3 separate regions of the Sus scrofa genome follow, and all the other regions are linked to region 3. Evidence: chromatin contacts called from public HiChIP or PLAC-seq data. All regions are on one chromosome and are shown on one strand. Each heading gives the region's core, a stretch centred on a gene start, on an enhancer-like site or on the middle of the called end of the contact. The rest is flanking DNA. Distances are from core to core; before and after follow the strand shown.

Region 1 (2,700 bases), core at 125-2,624, 91 kb after region 3:
TTTTGGTCCAGTAGTGGTTAATGAGCTGGGTCCATGTACTTTCTAGCTTGTGTTTATGATATTGTCTCAAAATTGTCTCTAGCAGGAGTTCTTAAACTTTGCTGGATCATTGGTACCTTTGAGAATCTGATCAAACCATGGATTCCCATCCAGAAAAATGCACATGCACACATTTTAGCTCTCTTGACAGGAACATGTGTTCTCTGGAGGCATCCAAAAAATGTAGGCTAAGAAGCACCAGGATTTGATATTGTTTCTGACATTAATGCTAAGGCTATCAAGCTTGGAATAAACTAGTTCCAATTTCATTTTAAGTCTTGATTAATTAGGAATTGTTCCATGAGGATTTTTTCCCACATCAAATCTATTAAATTGACAATAACGGCTAATAAGATTCCTGAGAAGGAAAGTAAATAGGAGAGGTAATAACCTGCCATTAGAGAGGCAGAGTTCCTCCAGGTAGGTTTTCAAACGCGGTCCCTTATGGCAAGATCCACATCACCTGTTAACTTGATAGAAATGCAAAATTTAGGGCCTCATCCAGATCTACAGAATCGAACATTCTGTGGGTAGGTGTGGAGCTTGTTTTAACCAGCACTGCAGCTGATTCTGATGCTAAAGTTGAGAAACACTGCGCTAACTCTAGTGGAAGGAAAGGGGAGCTGGTGCTAACGTGCCTGGCAGTTGCTATTTGAGGGCGTGGATCTTTGAAAGTCCTAAGCAACTAAATTGAGATCAGAGGATCTGATCTATTTTTTTTTCATGTACAAGAAGGAAGATAATCCACAGCCTACTCCTTTCTAAAGAGTGAGGAGACATTTGTTACCCACATTATGTCGCCGCGTCCATCTGAGCTCCAGAGGGCATAAGAAAAACGATGGAAGGAAACGGAGGACAGTGGGAGCAGGAAAAATGACGAGGGCCCAGGACTGCATTGCCACCAACTATGCAACTACTGCCCACGAAAGTCCCCTCGATCCACCCAAACTCCAGTCCCACCCCCGTCAGGGTGGACCAACTCTCGGTCCCAGCCACCCAATTCCGTGCCGCAGCCACCAGTAACCAAAAGCAGCCCTAGCGCTCCTTCCACGGTTGAGTGCTGCCCAGGAGACGTGATGGGCCAATCCAAACGCGGAGGTGGGTGGAACTCGCAAGGCCAGAGGCCACGCTCTGAGCCGGGTTTCCCCAAGCATTTTCTACCGCAATTTAGGGTCGGTCGGTGGACTAGCCCTAACGCAGGGAGCAAGGCCGTTGTTGTTGAGGGAGGTGCCTAGCGGCTTCATTTCCAGACTCCAGCCAATAGGAACTGATACTGATCAGCCAATCAGCAGCCAGCGCTCCTTCCGGCGTTCTGCGTGCTGCCCTGGAGACGTGCAGGCCTAATCCAAATGCGAAGGGGTGATGGACCTGTAAGGTTTCACGCTGTTTCTGCGCGTCCCGCCTTGCTCCATTACTTCGTCCCTGGCTTTGACCAGTGGACTCGTCCTGAGGGGTGGGGGCTAAGACGCGCGCACTCGCTGCAGCGGTCTGGTGGACCTGCGGCTTCTCCCCACCTGGTGAGCAGGTGAGTGGCAGTGGAGGCTTTAGGGGCGCTGAATCTGGGTTCCGGTCTCTCTTAGCGTTCGCTGGAGCGATTACAGATCTGTAGGGGAGCCGTCCAGCTACCGTCCCCCTCTGGGCGGACCCTGTGCACCCCCCCACCCCCCCTCTCTTCGGGCTCTGCTTTGTGCTGTATTAAACTCTACACAACTTTTTGTTCAGGGTACACGGGACACCCCTTGTTTCGCGAGTTGCGCTGTACAGACGCCCGAGTTCGCAGTTTAAAACTTGGGCTCTTAAAACTCAGGCTTAGCTTCCCGGGTGTCGGTGGACTTGGAGAAGGCACTGAAAGCAGCCCGTTTGCTGGCGGCGAGCTACTTGGGGTTGGGGAGGAGGGAGTGTTTACGTAGCGACTTAGAGCCTGCACTTTCGAGGTCCCCGAGCTCAAAGCCTGCAGTTGATTCGGTCGGTGAAGTGCGGAGGGGGAGCACCTGTTGAGTGCTTAGCGTAGTGCCTGCCACCTTTTGTGTCCTCGGGTAAGGTTGACTTGGCCTGCGGTTTTCGAAGATAGCTGCGCAACGAGAGGGCGAGTTAAAACACGGATTGCTCGGCCCCGCTTCTAGAGTTTCCGATTCAGTAGGTCTGGGCCCGGGCCAAGAATTTGCATTTCTGCCAAGTTCCTGAGCGCTGCTGATGCCGCTAGTGTGGGAGTTAATGATCTGAAGGAAAAGGGTTCCAATTTTTATCAACGTGCCCCTACCACCTAGTCTGTTTCAGAGTTCGTTGAGAGTAGGTCATGGCCCCTGAATCTTAAATACCTCAATTTCTCAAATACGTTATTTTTCTGACTTCTGTCTTCTCAGATGGTACATATATACCTAGGTGAATTTATAGATTAAAAGAGACGTTTTATTTTACAGTTTAAGAGGTTACAGATTTTAAAAAACGCTTCTTAGGAAGTTTCAGTTGAGGAACATTTGAGGATTGAGTCAAAAAGAATCTCAAAGGTCATGGGGATTTCAAATTTGAAAGACAACTTAGAAGATCATCTGATCCAATTCTTTGTTTTACTCTAAAAAAATTGGGCCCTCACAGAGGGGACCTGCTGATGGTAATAAACCCACCCTTGTCAAAGCCACTTTGTTAATTGATGTATTATGT
Region 2 (2,700 bases), core at 144-2,643, 69 kb after region 3:
AAAGGAGGGGTCCTGAAAGCCATTTGTCTCGTCCCAAACACTCTCAGAAGATGTAATTTACATTCATTTTGCGGGTGAGTGGGAATCTGGGTGCGCTCGCACTCTGGCCTTGCTCAGCTCTGGGCTCTTTGAAGGTCGCCTCACTGTCACTTCGGAGTGCCGGAGCCCAGAATCCAGGCCACGCGGCGTGACCAACACGGTACACAATGGGCACCAGGTGCGGCCGATGCGGGAGGAGTGCTGCCCTAGCAGGATCTCCGCGCCCGGCCCTTCCCGCCGCCACCACATCAAGCACCGACACTCTTAGAACACTCGTGTCCTTCTCCACCCATCCCCGGGGCCGATGCGCCGGAACAAGTCAGCGGTCCACGGGCTTACCCTCTAGAGGCGCGCGGAGTGCAGCCCCGTAGCAGGCGCGGCCCCGGGAGCCTCCGGCGCAGGGCTGCCCGGGCGATCGACACTCCTGGCTGCCTCCTCCTCGGTGTCCTCGGCCCGGCCCGGGCCGCCCGGCGGCTCTGGTTCCCTCCACAGCAGGCGGCCGGGCGGCACCAGGGCGCACACGGCGGGCTGGGCTTTGGCGTCTCCTCCTCCTGATGCTGCCCGGCCGCCGACTTCGCGCTCCCAGCTAGAGATCCGGGGTTCCGGGACGCGGGGGTCGTCGGGGCGCTCGGGCTCCCGCGCGCTCCCTCCCGTGCCGCCCTCCCGCGCGCGGCCCCTCTCCCGGGGCGCCTGGCTCACAGCGCGCAGCGATCAGGGGCTTGGGGTGCACGGGGGCGGCGGCCGGGTGGGCCCGGGGGCGGCGGGCGGGGGCGCTGCTGCGGACCGGGGTACTGAAGCGGGCGCCGCTGCGCGGCCTCTCGCCATGGCTCTCAGCGGGCGGGCGCTTCGCACCTCCCCTCCGCGCTGCCGTCACCAACCGACGCGCGTCTAGCCCTCCCCTTCCCCGGCCCCGCCCGCAGGCCAGCGCCGCCACCTGCGGGTGGCCCTCCAGGACGCCCGCCGGGAGTGTGCCCCAGCCTTCCGGAGCCGCGCCCCTCCTACCTCTCCGGTCGCGGCAGGTGGCCCGCTCCAGAGCCTTTACCCGATCTAGGCCTGGAGAAGCCCCTGGAAAAATACCTGGTTCGTGACAAGCTATCGCACTCCACCACCCGCGCCCCAAACGAGAGCTTATATACTTCTAGCCCGTCTCGATGTCAGTCCAGCCAGTCTTAGGGAACTCACGCGGATACTTTGCCACGAACGCAGTGTAAGTCCAGGCGTTCCGTTCCTGCAGGCCAGGCCGTCCCCTAGGAAGGCAACCCTTAGACTTAAGCCGGGGTGGAACTGAGCCAGGAGATGAGGGGAATATGGATGAGCAGTCTGAACAAAATGCCACCAAAGAGGGAGGGGGACAGAGGTGTGGGGGATCAGGAAATGATCCAGGAAGTAAGTGCTCACAGGCTACTTACTCTATTATGCAAATCACCGCTGGACGGTTTAACTGGGAACACATGACCTCATTTCCAGTTGAGGCTGCTGAGTCTACAGCGTTGACCTCGTCCCTGCCCAAAGGTCACAGAGGACATTGGGAAGACCTGGAGAAGACGCAGACCAGAACCGAAGACCCAAGGAAACCAAACCTGAGAAAACCTGATTTCCAGTACCCCAAGACTTGAAGAGACAAAAGTACACAGTAAAGATTGGTTCAGGCAAGAATCATCAATGGATGCTAACCCTAGGGAGGATTTATTGGGGGAGCAGGTATTTGCCTGGGTTAATGTGTCTCCCTATAGTTGGTTTAGGCTTATTAGTAGAAAGAGAAATATTTAATATACAAAGGGGCAGAGGGACAGCACCTTGACCTGCAGCAAAATCCACATCATCAGTAAAAGCAGGTCATGCTGGGAGAACACATCACCTATGCAGTATTTCCAGGGAAAATGTATAACCCGAATCTAAGGATAATGAAACCCCAGGCAAACCCCAAATGAGGAAATATCTATTAAAAATGGGCAACGGCTGTATTCTTCAAGAATGTCAATGTCGCAGAAGAAGGCTTGGGAAATGTTCCAGATTAAAGAGTGCTAAAAAGTCATAACAACTCAGTGTGATACCTGGTCCTAACCTGGATTCTGGAGGAGGTGGGGAGAAGGATGCTATAAAGGACATTCTAATGGATAAAATTGGAATCGGAATCCTGATAGTTGATTAAAGTTTTAAATCAATGTTAGATTTGCTGATGCTGATGACTTGTACTGTGGTCATGTACAAGAATATCCCTATTCTTGGAAATACACAGTGAAGTATTGTAAAGAGGAAAAGAGGCATGATGTATGCAACCTGTCTTCAGGCCATTCAGGAAAAAATATGCTGCTAAGGAAAAAACGATAAAGTAAATGGGCAACATGTTAACACTTAGTGAATCTGGTTGTAGGATGTATTGGAACATTTCTGTAAGTTTGAAATTATTTCCAAATAAAAGGATTTTGAAAAGTCACCAAGTAGGGGATGAGGTGAGATGGGAGGAAGGCAAGAAGTGGTATAAATGGACAACACAGGTCTATTTCTGCTTTTAGTACTTGTGACTTTAGAAACAGGTGATAAAATTCATACAGAACTTACACATAAGTACAAGTAAACCTGGGGAAATTGAGTAAGATAGGTGGATTGTATGAATGTCAATATCATAGTTGTGATACCATATTAAGTTTTGCAAAACGT
Region 3 (2,700 bases), core at 157-2,656:
CCAATACAAACATACATTCAAAATGTAGAAAACTACAAAGGATAACCTCCTACAAAGCACAATACAAATGAAGAAATACAAAGCTATAATAAAGGAAAAATATGTTATCTCATCAGGTGATGTAGCGTCAGGATCAGTTAATTAGGTCTGCACTTGAACAGCCTGGGTGACCTCCCAAGAACATCCCTTGCTCAGCTCTCCAAGGCCAGGAATGGACCTGTTAGAGCCAAGAAAAAGAAGGGCAGCGGAAACCAAGAGGTAACTTACTGAAAGCTTATTAAGAACGCAGCCACGTAGGGGGACAGGTGAATATATTGATGGGTGATAGCTAAAGGGCCTGGAGTATCTTTTTGGGGTGATGATAATCTTCCAAAATTTGATTGAGCTGATAATTGCACAACCCTGTGAACATACTGACAACCATCAAATCATACACTATAAATGGACGCATTATATGGTATTCTATCTCAATGAAGCGGTTACTCACACATACAAAATGCAACCATAAGGAATGTGGAAAAAGGTTGCCCGCACACCTACCACCCTTGGGCACATCTCCAAACCTCCCGCCAAACACTGTGCATGAAAGATGCAGCTGAGTCCACCTGAAAGGTTAAACTGTCTTCTCCATCGTCCTTGGAAAGCCCAAGGAATTTCTAATACCTTTCACAGCCGTATCTACTGAAAATGAGTTAAGCAAAATGACATTCCATGCTTAGAAACAAAAAGCTCTGGCTGCCCGGAGAATCCAATGAGATGGAACAACTCCTCACGGCCTAGCAATGCTGCGTGGATAGGGTATTACTGGACTCAACAGCCCTTTGAATTTTTTTTTTTTTCTTTTTTTGGCTTCCCAGCTAAAAAGGAATATTTCTCTCTTACCGTTAAGTTGATGTCCTGATACAGATCAGGGCTCGAAGGTCTAGACCAGGGGGCTACCAACTACAGCCCACAGTAAAATTCAGCCCTCCCCACGCCCCTGCCTGTTTTCACAAATAAAAACGGCACTGGAACAGAGCTATGCGCATTCCTTTACCTATCGTCTGCAAATGCTGTCAGCTACAACACCAGAGATCATGGAACCCACAAACCTAAAATATTTACTCTCCGGCCCTTTAGGGAGCAGTCCCTGCTCTAGGCCTCTGGAGCCCATGTCCCTCCTCCACCCACCCCCACCCAGTCCCCTGGCCAGCAGAGCAAAGGGCCTAGAGTCACTGACGTGAGGCTTCTCTGAAGACCATCTGTGCCCGTGAGCTACTCAAGGCCACTTCTGCTCCTTAAGGATCTCCTAAAATGCAGGCTGTTTGTTCATTTTATTCACAGTTCTTCCCTCACTCCCCACCCTGGCTATGCCTCACTGGGAACAAACTATTTCACCACTCTGTGACCTTGAGCCGGGCCATGCAACTTCCCTTGCTTGGCCAATGTAATATGAGCTGACATCACTTACTGCATGTCCAACCAGACACGTAGGCTGTGAATGTGCCCGTGTGGCTGCATTTGTCCCCTTGAGCTCCTGTCCTCTGCCAGGAGAAGAGCACGGTCCCAGACAGCTGCATCCGTCAGCCCAAATCTTCAAATGAGACAAGTGCAGCAAGTTCAAGACCTGAACTGAAGCCCAGGCACTGTAACTCATGACCAGGAGCACGGAATTAGCATTGCAGTAGCCACTGTGGATTTGGGAGTCATTTGTTACCCAGCATTTCTACAGTAAAACCTGACACACGCCTTTTTTTTTTTTTTTTTTTTTTGTCTTTTTAGGGCTGCCTGTGGCATATGGAGGTTCTCAGGCTAGAGGCTGAATCAGAGCTGTAGCCACTGGCCTATGCCACAGCAAAGTCAGATCCGAGCCGCATCTGTGACCTACACCTCAGTTCATGGCAACGCTGGATCCTTAACCCACTGAGTGAGGCCAGGGATGGAACCAGCAACCTCATGGTTCCTAGTCTGATTCATTTCTACTGCACCACAGCAGGAACTCCAGTTTCTAAACACACTTTCTTAGCATATTTTTAAATATAGGCAAAGAACTTACAATCAGTTAATATGTGTATCAGTGCCAACCTTCATCTTAATCTCATTCAACCTAAAGGGCAAATGTAACTATAAAGTTCACCACATAAGACTAAAATCCCATCACCGTCAGAATCTCCTAGCAGGTATTCTAAACAAAAAAGATGTGACCACACTTGGCTTTCATAATACCCTCCCTTACAAAAACAACTTCCGGAATTAACTCTAGCAAACAACCGATGGGAACAAAGGTGGGATGGAACTAGGCAAGAGAGGGGATGGGAAGAGATTTCTTTTGTTCCACACATCTGAAGTTGCCTGCCTTACCTCTCAAGACTCCCTAGACAATTAACTCCTCTTTCTTCCATTCCACTTCAAAAGTTGCAAACCCAGGGCACTGCAGGTGTCTGGTCTCTAGGTTAAGGCTGCCAGTCCTGCTGCTAGTGCTTCCCTGGCCCACTAGGTGGTGCTGCAGCCGTGCCTGGGGAAGGCCCACTCCCTCCCTCCATGCCTGGGACAAAGGGAGAAGAGGCAACCAGAAGACTCCCAGGCCCTTCTCAAATTCAGACTTGCTCCTTCCCATTTCTTCTCACCACAAATCCCCACTTAAATAGGGAAAAAAACAGCATTGAGCAATGGAGTTCAAGCCTGCAGTTATGACAGCCTGAGTTACCCGAAAAAAAAGTA

Evidence for each region. HiChIP or PLAC-seq counts read pairs in DNA pulled down with a chosen protein or histone mark.
Region 1: an H3K27ac HiChIP or PLAC-seq map of alveolar macrophages shows a contact between it and region 3. The contact joins the promoter of ULK4 here to the enhancer-like site in region 3. A contact is called at or near these places in 1 of 5 promoter capture datasets (fetal skeletal muscle), 4 of 47 Hi-C or Micro-C datasets (heart right ventricle, liver, mesenteric adipose tissue and 1 more) and 2 of 2 datasets of contacts at active chromatin or transcription factors (alveolar macrophages and skeletal muscle).
Region 2: a contact with region 3 is called in an H3K27ac HiChIP or PLAC-seq map of skeletal muscle. The contact joins the promoter of TRAK1 here to the enhancer-like site in region 3. A contact is called at or near these places in 3 of 5 promoter capture datasets (fetal skeletal muscle, liver and skeletal muscle), 16 of 47 Hi-C or Micro-C datasets (adipose tissue, alveolar macrophages, embryonic fibroblasts and 8 more) and 2 of 2 datasets of contacts at active chromatin or transcription factors (alveolar macrophages and skeletal muscle).

What each region holds. Positions count from the first base shown.
Region 1 is chr13:25,750,139-25,752,838 of Sscrofa11.1, reverse strand. ULK4 (serine/threonine-protein kinase ULK4) reads left to right here and starts at 1,374. Exons shown (of 38, transcript XR_002337917.1): 1 at 1,374-1,564.
Region 2 is chr13:25,772,038-25,774,737 of Sscrofa11.1, reverse strand. TRAK1 (trafficking kinesin-binding protein 1) reads right to left here and starts at 1,393. Exons shown (of 17, transcript XM_021071690.1): 1 at 1,222-1,393.
Region 3 is chr13:25,841,352-25,844,051 of Sscrofa11.1, reverse strand. All of the region lies in intron 2 of TRAK1 (trafficking kinesin-binding protein 1), which reads right to left. Among named protein-coding and RNA genes, the nearest start is that of TRAK1, 69 kb to the right of the region's middle. Within about 2 kb of position 1,406, at least 22 of the 83 cell types and tissues checked have an H3K27ac peak or open chromatin away from gene starts, as enhancers often do. A contact at or near this core is called in adipose tissue, alveolar macrophages, liver and 2 more, where this site is marked.